2 separate regions of the Mus musculus genome follow, and region 2 is linked to region 1. A link is a contact called in public HiChIP or PLAC-seq data. All regions are on one chromosome and are shown on one strand. The core of a region is the stretch at or near the end of the contact, and the rest is flanking DNA. Distances in the headings are between cores, read along the strand shown. Region 1 overlaps Gm34589 (a long non-coding RNA gene). Region 2 holds the start of 4933432I03Rik (RIKEN cDNA 4933432I03 gene).

Region 1 (3,219 bases), core at 332-2,831:
TGTATGTACAGTGCCCATGGAAGCCAGAAGAGGGTATCACATCCTCTGGGACTGGAGTTACAGATGGTTGTGAGATGCTGTGTGGGTATTGGGAACCAAACCTGGGTCTTCTGGGAAACCGAGTGCCTTTAACCCCTGAGCCATCTTTCTAGCCCCATCCTTGTGGGTCTGGATGCCTGGGATGAGTCAGACCATCATGGTGGGAACATGTGGTAGATTATATATGTCATGTTTTCAGCGTGTGTCTCCAGACTGTCCAATCCGAAGAAAACTACAGAGAGAGTCTCCAATAGAAGAACAACAGTTATTTGAACTAGCAGAGACACCGTCAAGGGCATATGAATTCTATAGCAAATGACAAGACACCAAGGCGCTAGAGAGCTTTCAAAGACAGTAGAAAGGATGACGTCAGATATATGAGACAATAAACGTTGTTCCCAGTAAATAATAGCAAGAGTAGCATCAGTCTGAGGCATAGCTGACAGCTGCTGGGATTATGTCCTTTCAGACATAGCATGGGCAGCAGCCTGTGCTAGTTTGTGACTCTGGTAGTTTTTGTGATCATTACTAACCAGGCAATCATGGAGAAGATGCTTTCTTCTTAGAACCTTCTGGCTTTATTTATGTTTTTGTGTTCTGAGTTAAGGTTCAGACACTAGTGTCAGCAAATACTTTATTTTAAACCTATTCCACAGCTGAAGAGTTTTCTCTACCCTATACCCATTTTCTGTATGTGCAGAATGTGGTCCACCAGACAGGACTGCTAGTCGGTGTTCACCAGGCTCTAGAAATAGACATTTTATAAGTTTCTTATAGAGTGCTGTCCAGGTAGATGGGATGGGCCATGGTGAGGCAGGGATGGACTATTTATTCAACACTGTTATATTCTTAACCCCATTCTACAGAACCAATTGGATGAGAAAGTTGGTCACATACAAGGCAGATTGGACAGTGACTCTCAAGATCTTGTCAGCTTCTCTCTCCTGGTTTTGGAGCTTGGCCTTCATATCTCGGAGCACCTACAGCTCTCTGGTGAAAGGATGGAGGTTGGGCTGCAGAGAAGCAGCCTTTTCCTCTCCACCTCTTTGGACTTAGCTTCCAACTCCTGAAGCACAGAGCTCACACCCAGAGATGTGTGCCTTTTCTAGTCAAGAATTCAAGAATTCTTTGGGTTCTTTCTGTGTGGCTCAGGTCTCCTATGCCTGTTGCTTGGTGCTTTCATGGGTCTCCACCATTCATTCCATCACATGGTCATGACACCCTAGCAACCATTGCAACAGTAAGTAATGACATCACCCTGATCTCTGACTCGTCTTCACAGGGTGCTCTTACCTTGCGTTGTCTGCCTACAAATTTCACTTTTATATGGGCAGCAGTTATAATGGACTGTGGGCCTATTCTCATTCATATGGTTTGTAATTGTGTATGTAATTACCATATTTTCAAGTGAATTCCTATTTGGGGATGCTGGAGACTAGAATTTATGTCCTGGGTTCAGGTACAATTTGGACCATGACTCAAGTTGATAGCTTCCCTGCACTTTCCATGCAGAGGACCTTTTCAGCAGGGTGCCCATGTGGCTTTATGTGGCTCTGTAGCGTCATAGAAACCAGACTGCATAGTTCCTTCTTAGGCTCACCCCATGTACTGTAGCAGAGGAGAAGAAAGTAAGCATGATTAAAAATCTTGCTTAGGAAAAGAAGGGAAACAAACGGTGGTGATTGTTTCACAGTAATTATCCTTTCCTGCTGGGAAGAACTCAGTTATCCTCTTTGGAAATCTTCAATAAGATGATATACCCTGATCATTGTTCTTATGGCTTCTGGCTTTGTCATTTGGCTCTTTCTGCTTTTTCTGTTTGTCTTCAAGTTAATGCTGAGCTGGACACTGAAGAGAGTGCTTCACTGTGGGGTAAGTATTCCTTCCGAGTGATGGCCTTGGTATAGAGCCCTTGCTTTAACCATTGGTCCATCCCTGTTTTTTGTAGACTGGGTTTGGGATGCCTTCAGCTGCACAAAAAGTCTTCAAGTTGTTTTGTCTCTCAGAAGTTCTGTGAGTATGAATGAGAAATATCTTTTATAGAGAAGACAGGGCTTGGGCCAGGAAGAGGAAATAATAGATGTTACCGTGAAAACTTAAAGCTCTCCAGCATGCCCTTGCCTGGCCCTGAGCTTAGGATGCTGCCAGTATAGATAACACCTGACAGTTAGAAGGTTGGTCTCCAGGGTGCTGATGTGAGGGGCAGTGAAGTCTCTGGGGAGAGGGGATGAGTGGAGATTGATGCAAGAGCCTTCGTCAGTGTTCTTTCTGGTTATTTCTCTTCTACACTTGCCCTTTCACACATTTAAGCCTTCTCTCCCTGGTGTTTAACTCCTTAATCTCATTTTCTCTGCCCAACCATATCCCTATTCTATCCATCTTAGTGACAACTTTAATGGTGGTTTATTTGGGAAAATGTCACTTCAGTTTTCGGCTAGTAGGCTTATGAAGTATGCATGCAGGACAGGGCACCACCCTAAGCCCCGCCAAGGCCATTGCTTTGCTACTTCTGTTAAATGCCTCTTTGATTTGGGGTACACATGTTGACTTTTGCTTTTTAAACCCTGCCTGGTTTCAGATCGTGAGTTCTGTCAACTTGTGAGACCACAAACAGAGAGCTAGGCTGCCCTTCACCAAGTGATGTATCCTTCCATCTCTGCTACTATTTATTATCTCTAACCTTGAATCATGGGCTAAAGGGGGAAGGATGAGGAATCAAACATTCCTATTTTCTCTGCGTTGCCGCTTCAGTCAGCAGGTCATCTGCCATTTAAGATCATAGTGTTTCCCTTTGACAGACTGTGCCACTGAAGAATAAATGCCACCAGCCCTTCAGTCTGTAGTGCCTAACTCTTCTGTGCATACTGCTTGATCACGTCTCCTGTGCCTTTGCAACGTGTTAAAAATTGTCTTGTAGCTCCCCAGTTTCAGGAGCTAGTTTTGGTGAGGTACACTTTTACATCTGTCTGCGTGTGACAGAAGGCATTTTAAAAGAACATACATCTAGACACACTTGCATTGACGTAGTTTATGTAAGAGGTTAACACCAGAGACTGTAGGTCCCAGATGTTAGAAGAGTTCAGGGATCCTTACATTCAAGGCCCCACAGCTTTTAAAACTAGTTTCTCTTATAGAGTGAAAGGTTCTCATACCTGAGACTTGAAATCTGTAACACTTCTG
Region 2 (3,219 bases), core at 366-2,865, 210 kb before region 1:
GAGCATAGACTATGCCAGTCAGTCACTAAGGATTCGCTCCCTCCCAAAAGGGATCAAATGGATGTAGCTGGAGACCAGTGTGATCTGTGATATGAGAAAGACCCCGCCCGAATGACAAGTGCGGCATGCCCTTAGTATCTGTGGAGTGGTAAGAGTTGACCTCACAGGAATTGAAAGGGAAATGATTGTCAGAAGCTGGAGAGAGAGAGTAAGAGAGAGAAGCTATGGGGACAGGTTGATCAATGGGAAATAAATTAGTTAGGTAGGCGCAAAAAAAAAAAAAGTTCTGGCAGAAAAGAAAACAAACAACACCAATGAAAACCTCAAGAGAAAACCCAAGCAAACATACAAGCAAGCAAGAATGAGCAAACTGTCACAAGCACAAGCTCTGGTCTGCTGTTGAACAGTGAGGTATAGACAACAGCAATAGATTATACATTTCAAAAACCCAGAGAACGGATTTAACTGCTTTTACTGTAAGTATATGATGTTATTGGAAAGCCCTTTGTCAGTAAAATTCTTGCCATACAAGCATGAGGGCTTGGGTTTGGATCCCCAGCATCCCCATAAAAATCAGAGTATGGTGGTGCAGGCTTGTAGCCCCAGCCCTGGAGATGGAGACAGGAGGAGCCCCAGAGCTTGCTGGCCAGATCATCTAGCCAATCAGAAATGTACAGGCTCAGAGAGATCTTATCTCAAAAACTAAGGTGAAGGCCAACTGAGGTAAGACATCCAAAGTCAGTGTCTTGCCTCTATGTGCGCATGGACACCCATGCATGCCCCCCTACACACACATACACAAAAGAATCGATCAGTGCTTGAGTAGAGGGATATAGTTAATTAATTTCAACATTGTACATGTGTACTTATGCCAAAACATCACTATCCCATCACAATATGTGCCACTTAATGTTTTTATACAGTCATTATAAATCAACATGGTTAAACGTTTACAACTTTTGATAAACATCATTTCTTTGTTCTTTTAGAGTAAAATAGCAGCCAGAGCTCTTGTTTTCCAGAAAAAACACCATTACGTTGATCAGTCTCCTTGAACAAGGTAGTGTTGGTTGCAGCCCTGTGGGGACCCACAGAGTGGAACTGAAACTGCCTCCAGCCACTGCTGGTCACATCTTCAGAGATCTTCGCTGACTGGCGGCGCCATTGTAAGCCCCATGACTGACCTTGTTACAGAGCCACGTGGCTCAGAATCTCCAGGTTTTCTGATCCTTGGACGCTTTATTTCAGAGTGTGTTAGAGTCCTCCAGAGGAACAGAACTGGGCATATGTATGCATATATGCACGCGTGTGTGTGTATATGAGAGATGGGGTGGAGGGGGGGGGGGGAGAATGTGAGCGTATGTGGGGGAGTGGGAGGAAAGAATAGAGGGGGAGGGGCGTGTTATTTACTCATTACAGTGGTTGGTTCACAACACTGTGGAGGCTGACAGGCCCTGGGAGAAACAGTTGATAAATCGGAGACCCAGGGATCTCTTGGGTGCAGCCAGGAAGAATCTGAAGGCTAGAGAATACAGACTCAGTGCTGAAGCTCCAACCCAAACCCTGGCAAGACTGAGACCCAGGAAGGGCGGAGATTCTCTACCCTACCCTTACCCCCAAATCCCTTCTTGCTGCTCAAGCGCAATGTGGAGGAAGAACTACCATCTGTCCTAGAGTGCCTGCTTCTGACTGGGTAAGAGTTACTCATACTGGGGCGGGTGTTAGGCCACACTCAGTCCATCAATTGAAAAAAATCATGTGTTTAATTTTGTAGCAGTCTGAATTGCTGACCTGGGGCGGGGTGCTTGCTTTTCGGTTTCCTTTCTCTGACATCTTCTTTCCTGTGATACTATTGAGCAAAACCTGATGAGTCAACCTCTGTGTGACCCTGGTTTCAGTTCGCAGCAAGCAGCTGGTGTCTTAGAAGCTCAGCGGCAGGAACCGCCCGCACGCCTAGGTTTGTTCACTTGGGGCACAGTCTTTATGGAAGCCCTTTTGAAGATGGCGAAAGTACAGGGATTCAGGTTTCCCTAAGAGGACAGTGGTCACAGCCTGCTCCCTGGCTCTCTCTCCCTCTTCCTGTCATTGTCCTGGCTCTGTACTCCCCAGTCCTTATGGAAGAAAAGGAAACCAGATTTTAACAAAGGTGATAAAAATAAAGATGACCGAATCACTGCAGAGCTGATATTTTTATGTCAGTCACAATAGAAAGAATAAAGTGTAGTGTTCTTCATTTCCAGTGCAAATGAGTCATATGTTTGCACACGTGTGTGTGTGTGTGTGTGTGTGTGTGTGTGTGTGTGTGTGTTTGTGAGTGCATATGCAGGAAAATAAATTTAGTTAAAAGCATGAATTTACTTTGAATTAAGTTTTGCATTGTTAGAAGTCATGAGTCTGTGTTTGCTTTGCATACATATGTGTCCCTTCTGCATTCTTTACCGATTCATTAAAATTTGGGTGGAATTTTACAGGTTTGCAGAAAATAACTGAGTCTCCAGACTACAAAGTGAAGAATAGGGACCAATGAATGAATGCCTGGCTATAAAACCATCTGGGGTGCAGTCAGTTCGGCACAGTGTTTTGTGAGACCTGTTTGAGGATACTCAGACGTCTGATAATCCATCAGAATTATTATTCTACCTTCAAGAAAGGTACTGTGGGTGGCTCTCTCAGGGGCATGCAATAGTGTGGTGTTGAGTCCTAGTTAACTATGGATGGTTGAGGGATTATCTGCAGACTGAGTCCTAGTTAACTATCAATGGTTAAAGGATTATCTGCAGCTGGATACTTGATAAAAAGAGAATAAAACGGACTTTTGCTTATTTAAAAACAAATTTACCCTCTAAATAGTCTATGCAGCAATGCTTTTTGTACTGGAAGCAGGCAGAATAGAAGTAAGGCGTGTTATGATAATTTGAGCTGTATGTAAACTTACAATGGTAGTGTAGCTCATGCGGAATATTGGTAGGGATCCTCAAAGGAAGGTCAGGGTTCATCCTTTTGACATTGCCACATCACATCGTCAACTTTTTAAAAAGTCAAGTCCTTTTCCTTCACCAAAAGTTTCTTCATTGAGTTTCAAGGAAATTTCTTGTACTGTTTATAGATTTAGTTTGTCATCTATTTCTCTCTGCACACATGAGCGAGATTGTATGGCTAGGTGCTCATCCTCCTCAACTCTACAGTTGAGTCTGTTCAGTATCCTGATAGGATTGGATG

Evidence for each region. HiChIP or PLAC-seq counts read pairs in DNA pulled down with a chosen protein or histone mark.
Region 2: a contact with region 1 is called in an H3K27ac HiChIP or PLAC-seq map of microglia, with 8 times the contacts expected there. The contact joins the promoter of 4933432I03Rik here to the enhancer-like site in region 1. A contact is called at or near these places in 3 of 115 datasets of contacts at active chromatin or transcription factors (bone marrow-derived dendritic cells, memory CD8 T cells and microglia) and 2 of 9 other capture datasets (adipose tissue and liver).

What each region holds. Positions count from the first base shown.
Region 1 is chr14:102,821,078-102,824,296 of GRCm38.p6, reverse strand. Gm34589 (a long non-coding RNA gene) reads left to right here. Exons shown (of 7, transcript XR_383704.1): 5 at 906-1,279; 6 at 1,870-1,911. Among named protein-coding and RNA genes, the nearest start is that of Gm34589, 12 kb to the left of the region's middle. Within about 2 kb of position 1,581, at least 2 of the 459 cell types and tissues checked have an H3K27ac peak or open chromatin away from gene starts, as enhancers often do. A contact at or near this core is called in microglia, where this site is marked.
Region 2 is chr14:103,032,199-103,035,417 of GRCm38.p6, reverse strand. It overlaps 4933432I03Rik (RIKEN cDNA 4933432I03 gene), which reads left to right and starts at 1,615. Exons shown (of 3, transcript NR_045657.1): 1 at 1,615-1,693; 2 at 2,472-2,651.